2 separate regions of the Gossypium hirsutum genome follow, and region 1 is linked to region 2. A link is a contact called in public Hi-C data. All regions are on one chromosome and are shown on one strand. Each heading gives the region's core, a stretch centred on a gene start, on an enhancer-like site or on the middle of the called end of the contact. The rest is flanking DNA. Distances are from core to core; before and after follow the strand shown.

Region 1 (4,187 bases), core at 1,449-3,948, 48 kb before region 2:
GTAATGAGGATTGGACAAGGAATCCCATATTCAACATACGTTGGAGATGGAACTCCATCAACTAAACAATGTTCAAGTGAGAAAAAGGATTGGTGGTGCACTTCGACCAGGAGGACCTTGCTTTAAGTATAACACATTGGAGTCACTATATGATTGCTCATATTCATGATTTTAGAAATTTTTGGTTTAATCTCCACATGCAGATAAACAAGTAAGAGAGCGTGGTTGTACCCTCTAAAGATGGGTATTTTTGTGTTACGATTCGACAACATTGTACATCTTCAGTTTATACATAGAGAGGAGGCTTGGGTAATCGAAAGAGCCGTGTTGATGATTACCTAATGGTCTCCAAATATTCATCCAAGGATGGTTCTCTTTACATGAGTGCAGATATGGGGCTCCCTTTGGAGTATATGAGGCCCTTCATTGCAACAAGGCTAGGGAAAGTAGCAAGCAATGTTCTTCACATTGATTGGAATGGAAGAACAGTTAAATGAACAAATGGGAGAAATCATATTGCGACTAGGTTTTTAGATGGAATCTAATGTCTACTAGATCTATTTTAATGGTACGATATGGGCTACAAGGAGTCATGGTCCTATGAGGTCAACATATGTGGAACTTAGGCTAAATGTTGTTGTACAAGTGATAGTTCCTACTCGTTCTAGAGAAACAAGTTTCAGTTAGGAGCAGGTGAGCAAAATGTTGATAATGAGATGGTAAATGTTAAGAATGATAATGGTAATGGTATTGATAATGTTTTTTATCGAACTTGATCCAGAATTCGATAGTTGAAGGATGGCCAGCGATGAGAAGACCCAATCAGAACGAGGGGGTTTAAATCCTTTAAATTCAAACTCTCCTGATGATTTCAATGGCATAGCAAGGAATGAAAACAATGCTATGGGGGCAAGGGAAAACAACCAAGACAATGCTATGGTAATGTAGTTGTTGCTTGTCTTGATAACAATATTGATTTTAGTGATTTGGGTAGGGAAATGAACTTAGAGGATAGAGTTGGGAAGTAAATCCCATAGGATTAGTGTTATTGGGTCTGAAGTTGTTGTCGATTCTACTACTATCTAAATATGGGTTTAGCTACGCTGTATCTCCCATCACTATGATACTTATAAGTTGGAATGTTAGGGGTCTGGATCAACACCTAGTATCATACTATTTTGTGTGATTGACGTGTAAGTATTAGGCTTGAAAATATAAAAAAGTGTGGGTGAAATGAGATTTTAAAATTTTTTTTATACAATTTTATAAAATAAAAGAGAAACTTCAATTTATAGTGTTTGACTTTTAATTTTTTTACTTTTACTACTTCAAATTTCCACCTGTTTCTCCTTGCGTTGGCCATAATTTTATTGTTTTCTATGCAGAAAAACTTGTGATATGGAAAAAAATAATGAAAGTATTATTACAGCTTTTTAATGTGTGTTGGCATTTTCTTTTCGATTAATATTTACAATATCTATATATGGGGATGTATTATGTTGAAATTGGAAGGACATTTGCGATAAAAACGAAATAAATGATATGATCCTTAAATCCTAGCAAGTGGGGTTGTTTCTCACTTCTTAACGTGCAAATACTATGAGGTTTGGGGGGATGCACCCTACCTGCCCAAAACATGCACGTGGACCCATCAATCCAATCACCTTTCATAAATAATATGTGAAAATGAATGATTTAATATTTCCTACTTCGAAATTATTATATATTTTTATACAACATTTATTAATGTTCGTAGAGTTTAAAACCTCCAATGATAATATATTAAATATTTTTTATTATTTTAAAATTTTGAATGTTTGAGTTAGCTTGGGATAGATGGGAGGCAAGGGGGTTTATATGTTTTCAAAATTAGTGTACGTGTTTTGCTTGGTTTAGAAAATAATCAATCAATGCAACATGGAATGTCATGCGTATCTTATATTAATGTATAGAAATCACTTTTTAACAATAAAAATAGAATAAGTAATTTACTCTTTGATCTAAAGTAAAAAGACTAATTTATTTATTTTTTTAATAGAAAAAAAATATAATTCGATTCTTAATATAGAGACTCCCATAATACATTTTAAGTATAAATAAAATATAAATGATTTAAATGTATACTTATATGATGAAATGTTGGGTGTTAATTATATATGTTAAAATAATTTCCATAAATGATATATTTAGGAAATAAAAAAAAAAAAAGAACAGAGATGGGGTATCCTGGCACATGGATAGCAAAGTCAGATATGGAGAATACAAATTCGTTTTTTTTTTTGATATGATTTAGAAAAGAAAAGCAGCTTCCAGTTGACTCAACCACTTGTAAAGCCATCAACTTTGCTTTCTAGCATTGCATGTGGTGGGTTTTCTCGAGGCTTCAATTTATTTCATTACATCCTTTGTTTTTCTCAGAGTTTTCAACATTAAATATTAGCAATGGGGAATTCAAAGTTGGAATTGTATGAAGTTGAAATCCTTTAGCAATAACATCAGTATGCAATGCAATGATTTACTATCTCTTTATCACTTACGATTAATTTAGTAGAATGTGTAAGTATTAAGGGTTGATTATATTATAACAATAATAATTTTCATCATCCAAAAAATATTAAACCATATAAATGGATTTTGAATTTATTCTTGGTTTCGATGATTTATTTACTGATAATGATACAGTAGGCCAATTGCCAAAAGACATTTTTAAGTTTTTATTTAATTGCTCACCAATAGCACAACAGACACAGCCTTGTAGTTATCTCAAACTTTAGGGGCATTCTTCTACATTCCTTTTTATAAAATCCTCCCTCCTAAATTCCATCCTCCCATTCACAACCTCCAATCTTTCTCCTCAAATACCCAGACACTTTCATTTTTTTCTCCTTCATTTCATAATTTGCCGGGAAAATGTCGCCGGGGCTTGGGAAATGCAGCAAAATCCGCCACATTGTGAGGCTTCGCCAAATGCTCCGGCGGTGGAGAAACAAGGCCCGCGTGTCGGCCAGTCGCATCCCGTCCGATGTGCCGGCGGGACATGTGGCGGTCTATGTGGGGACGAGCTGCAGGAGATTTGTGGTGCGGTTGACGTACCTGAACCACCCCGTCTTTAAGAAACTCCTTATCCAAGCCGAGGAAGAGTACGGCTTCACTAATCAAGGCCCGTTGTCCATCCCCTGCGACGAGACCGTTTTCGAAGAAGTGATCCGATTTATTTCCCGTTCGGATTCGGGTCACTCCGGTAAGTTCACGTGCATCGAGGACTTTAAAGGAAACTGTCACGTAGGAATCAGGAGTAATTTCGATTTGTGGACCGAATCTCGACCGTTACTTCATGGGTTCGTTGAGAAAACAATTTGGTAATTCAGGAAACAGTGAGAACAAAAAGGAAACCGCTTTGATTCTTACCCGGGTTTTTCACTCAGTTCTGAATTAGCTCGAGTGAACAATTCATTATACGCTGTTGAAGCAAGTGAGTTGGCCGAGTTGAGAAGCTGGTTACTAATTCATAGTGGGGTTTTCATTTTTTATTTTTTATTTTTAAAAATTGGTTGATATTGGGGGCAAAATGAACCGAGTCAATAATGATAGCTCCGGAAATGCATGGAGATGGCAGAGAAAGGTGGGTGAGCTACCCAGCGAGTCGTCCCGAGTTCGAATCGGAATGGGAGCAAAGGAAAAAGGTATCGAATCGAGACATTGAGACTATTCAACTCAAGTCTCAAGAAGAAAACAAGAACAAAGTGATTTTGTGTAAATTCTGAGATTTATTGATTGGTGAAGAAAACAATGTACAGATATTAATTCCATCAATATGTTCAATTATTTCCATTATTAATTTAATTTTCAATTTCTTTTTTTTTTTACTTTCGATGTTTTTTGAAAATTGCAATTTTAATTTATTAATATTAGCAGATGAATTACAAATTGTAATTTTACAATCATGTGGCAGCCGTTAGCTTTTTTTTTTTTTTGATATAAGCAAAATAAACTGAAAAGATTATAATAAAAATGATTTTTGGTGAAATAACTAAAATAAACTGAAAATATTACAATAAAAAAGAACTAATTCCCCGATGAGAAAACTACAAAAACTTGAAGACCTTCTCTCCTTTCTTTAATTTGTTTTGAGATTCCATCAGCTTATCCATTAGGTTCTAAAGGGATATGTCGAATGTCCTAATATT
Region 2 (3,906 bases), core at 377-2,876:
TGGTTTGTAATCTGGACTGGACTATGTAAATGGACTTTGCCCGTTTATTGAATTTGGTTGTTTTTTTAGAGTTTATTGGGCCGAGTAATAATTGGGCCATTACAGGAGTAAATATATATTTTTAGGTAAAATTACTTAAATGATACTCAAGTATTTTTATTAGGCAAATTTAAAGAGCCAACAATTTTTATGAAATGTTGGCTTAGCCGCAATATTTTCAATTCTACAAAAATACTTGTCGATCAAAGTAAGTAATAAGCAGTTATTCATGAATTACCCAATTATTTAAATTAACTAAGCATATGAATTGGAGGTTCAATTTTGAAACAAATTAAGAAGTGATCTTAGTATTCAAATTAACAAAGAAGAAATAGCATGACACATGTAATTACTCTTATTATATATGTGATATCCATATTTTCCAACAGCACTATCTAAAATTTATTAATTTCTTTGAAAATTGTAAAATCTCTTAGTTTTATGTGTAGATGAGAAATAAGGAAAATATCAAAATTATTTTTAATTATTTTTAAGTAAAATTTTTAGTATTAATTAAAAAATTCCTTCAGTTTTTTTATTTAACTCATTAATAATGTAGTAAATTGTGGTGCATTGATGGTGCATAGGCTTCATGCACTACCCGTGCATCAAATATACTCCCTTATAATTAATATTATTTGGTCTATCGTTGTTTCCTTTTATTAATTTTGAGTTTTAAATTTTATTTTGAAAAAAAAATGTTTTATTCTTTTTTTATATTATTTAATAAAACTTCAAACTCTTTTTTTTTATAAATTTTTCTAAAAAATAAATTTTTTTCAAATAATTAATAATTCTTATATAATAGTTTTAAGAAAAATCTATATAATATTTTAAAATATATAGTTATTTTTATATCATAAAAATTAAAGTTAATTATAAAGTAAATATTAAATACATTCAAATGGATTTTTTTTCTCTAACCCTATCTTTTCGAAGGTTGATAATTTAGAAGTTTACTGTTCATCAATCCCATAATGGACAAGCAAATGATCGATATTTGACTTGATAATTAAACTTCTGCTTTAATTGTTGTTCATGTTTTAAAAAGTATCTACACTTTGCTAAAACTAATCAAATAATAGTATGTTATATTAAATCTAATAATTAGTTTGATAAATTTTAATGATCCAAAATAGTAGCTTATCCAATAAGACTTATTATGATAATTTTTTATTGATTTATTATGATAATTCCAATAATGATAATTTTAAAGAATGCCTCCCCACCCCCCACCCCCATAATTCAGTTGCAAAACCTTAATATTAGATTATTGAATCAACTTTTTTTTTAACTTTTTATCTATTTTAAAGTTTTTGTAAGAGAGACCCCTTAAGTGAGTGCTGCTTAATACACTAGTTTGAGAAAAAAAAAAAGAAAAAAAGAAGAAGCACGGAAGTAGAACCATTATTCTATTTTAAAGTTTTATAAGGTAGACGTAGTTAATTACATCTTATAAATCCCTAGTTGAAGCAGATGCACACCAATCTTAAAATAAAACTAAAAAGCATGAAAATGGCTGAAACTGAGCCCACCACATCGATGTAGACGCAACCAGCCGTTTGGTCAAAATAATCCGAGTTGTATCGATAGTGTGCCGGTGAGCGGCATTATTGCATAAAAGATTGGTTGACATCGACCCACGGCACCGCCCACAATCTTTGCTAAAAATGACAAAGTTGCTGAGTAGATTTTAAAGTTAAATTTGAATACAGAAATAACATGTGATGATTTTGACTCGAGTGTTTCGCTTTGCCTAAAGGAATGGAAATGTTTGTCGTAATCAACGTTGCTTATCTCTCTATCAAATGACCCTTAATCAAAAGGGGATGTTGGAAGGAATTGAAGAACCAGACGTAGTGGAGAGAGCATTATCATGTCTGTTGTATTCAATGGAATTCCGATTTCTAAAGACGGTGTCTTTTCACAATCGGTGATCATCATAATATTCAACAATAAATGGGTGAAGTTCACCCCATCAACAAGTTCAAAGGTTTACCCCTAAACAACAAACCTAAAAGGTACAAAAGGCTAGAATCTAAACCCTTGGAATTAAAGCCGAAGCTGGTCAAATAATCTGCATGCCATATAGAGAAAACGCGACAAGAGGAAATCGAAGTCACAAATAGGGATGAACAAAATTCGATTCGAAAAATTTTAAAAAATTAAATTTCGAGTTAATCGAATCGAATTATTCAAATTCGAGTCAAGTTAAATTTTACAATTCAAACAATTTTGATAATTCGAATAACAGATTAGTGTACATACTCGTTTGATCCCTATCAATTTTAAAAATCAGCAAATTAATCACTCTCAACAAAAATTACAAAAAAATTAAAATAATTTTTAAAATTCAAAATATTTATAAAAATTCTATAATTTATATTTTTTTAGAAATATATATAAATTCTAAAAAATATAAAGAAAGTTAAAAATTTTAAAATTTTCTAAAATAATAATTTTGGGACCTAAATAAGTTAATTAATTATTCAAGTTTATCATACTAAAGTATCTTATTTTCTATTATTTTGTTTCAAAAAAGTTTTGAAATATATATAATTTTAAATTTATGTGCTCTAACATGGAATTAGTTATATTGTAACAAGATTTTAATTCGACGTGTTTAGTATTTTTAATTTAACTCAAACAATTTCACTTAACTCAACTCGAAAAAATTTCAAATCAAGTTAAGATGATAAAATAGGACTTGCTACCTTAATTAACTAGCAAATTTTCACTCGATTCAATCAAATGCTCACCCTAGTCACGAAAGAGCTTAATCATGATAAAGAAATAAGAGAGCAATACTATCTATAGCCAGAGATTAAAGTCAAAAGTCGACACTGAACTGTCAGGTATCAAGTGAAGGAGGACTTAGGCCCATAAGAAAAGAAAATAACTACACAAGCAAATAAGCCCCACAATCAGGCTTTTTGATTAGAATAATACAAAAAAAAACTTATTACTGAAATAATATAGGTTGAAATTTTTTTTAACATAAATAATATGGGGTGACTTGAACCAAGGCTAAATCGCCATTTAAGGTTACGATTTGGGGTATTAATGAGCATCAGTAGATATTATTAGGGATTGGTGTTCGCACAGAAGGTATAATAATGTGAGACCTAAATCATGCATTGAAGTGGCGATTTGAGGCTTCTTGTCTATGGTAGGTGAGCAAGGACTCTTTGCTGCCTCAAGGACCCAAATTATCCCTCGAGGTGGAGATTTGGTGCAAAGATTCTCCACTCCCCTACCACGGACAAGACTAATCATTCCAGGAATCCCATAATTAACACCACTTTTTGTATAAAAAGAAAGTGAGAAATGATTCAAACAACCCTAAAAAAACCACATTCTAGCCAAAAGCATTCAAAACAAAACAGACCTAAAAAAACGATCACCATTTGTAAAGAATTGTTGTGTAAAAAAAGAATTATATAGAAAAACCCTAAACCACTTATCAACCCTACGTAAGTAAAAAATTTTATTGTAAATCTTATTTTGAATTTTTTAGATTTTAAATGTTTAACATTGTTGTTTTTTAAGGTTCGAAGAGTGGAAAAGAAAGCATTGGAAAAAAATGTAAGCTAAATTGTCATGTAGATTTGGCTAGTTTAAAAATGATGATTATAAATTTTTATGTTTGTAAACCTTGACCCCACATTGCATCCAACCCGAACCACATAGTTGGATCATCAAGCCCTACTGTCTAATTCTAGGACATTTGCAGTTGTTGCATATTGCTAGATGCACCCTAGAACTGCATTGAATTTGTTGAGTCTGGCATATCTGGTCAATAACTAAACGTCAAAGACTGATGACTATGTCGTTCATTCTGTTCAAGTTGGAGAATGACACCGTAAC

Evidence for each region. A called contact is a pair of places that touch in the nucleus more often than the background predicts.
Region 1: a contact with region 2 is called in a Hi-C map of leaf, with 2.3 times the contacts expected there. The contact joins the promoter of LOC121213894 here to the enhancer-like site in region 2. A contact is called at or near these places in 6 of 34 Hi-C or Micro-C datasets (fibers, leaf and petal).

What each region holds. Positions count from the first base shown.
Region 1 is chrD01:17,830,035-17,834,221 of Gossypium_hirsutum_v2.1, reverse strand. It overlaps LOC121213894 (auxin-induced protein 6B), which reads left to right and starts at 2,698. Exons shown (of 1, transcript XM_041087237.1): 1 at 2,698-3,838. The coding sequence starts at 2,911. The coding sequence ends at 3,363.
Region 2 is chrD01:17,780,916-17,784,821 of Gossypium_hirsutum_v2.1, reverse strand. No RefSeq gene overlaps it. Among protein-coding and RNA genes, the nearest start is that of LOC121213893, 9.1 kb to the right of the region's middle. Within about 2 kb of position 1,626, at least 3 of the 9 cell types and tissues checked have an H3K27ac peak or open chromatin away from gene starts, as enhancers often do. A contact at or near this core is called in leaf, where this site is marked.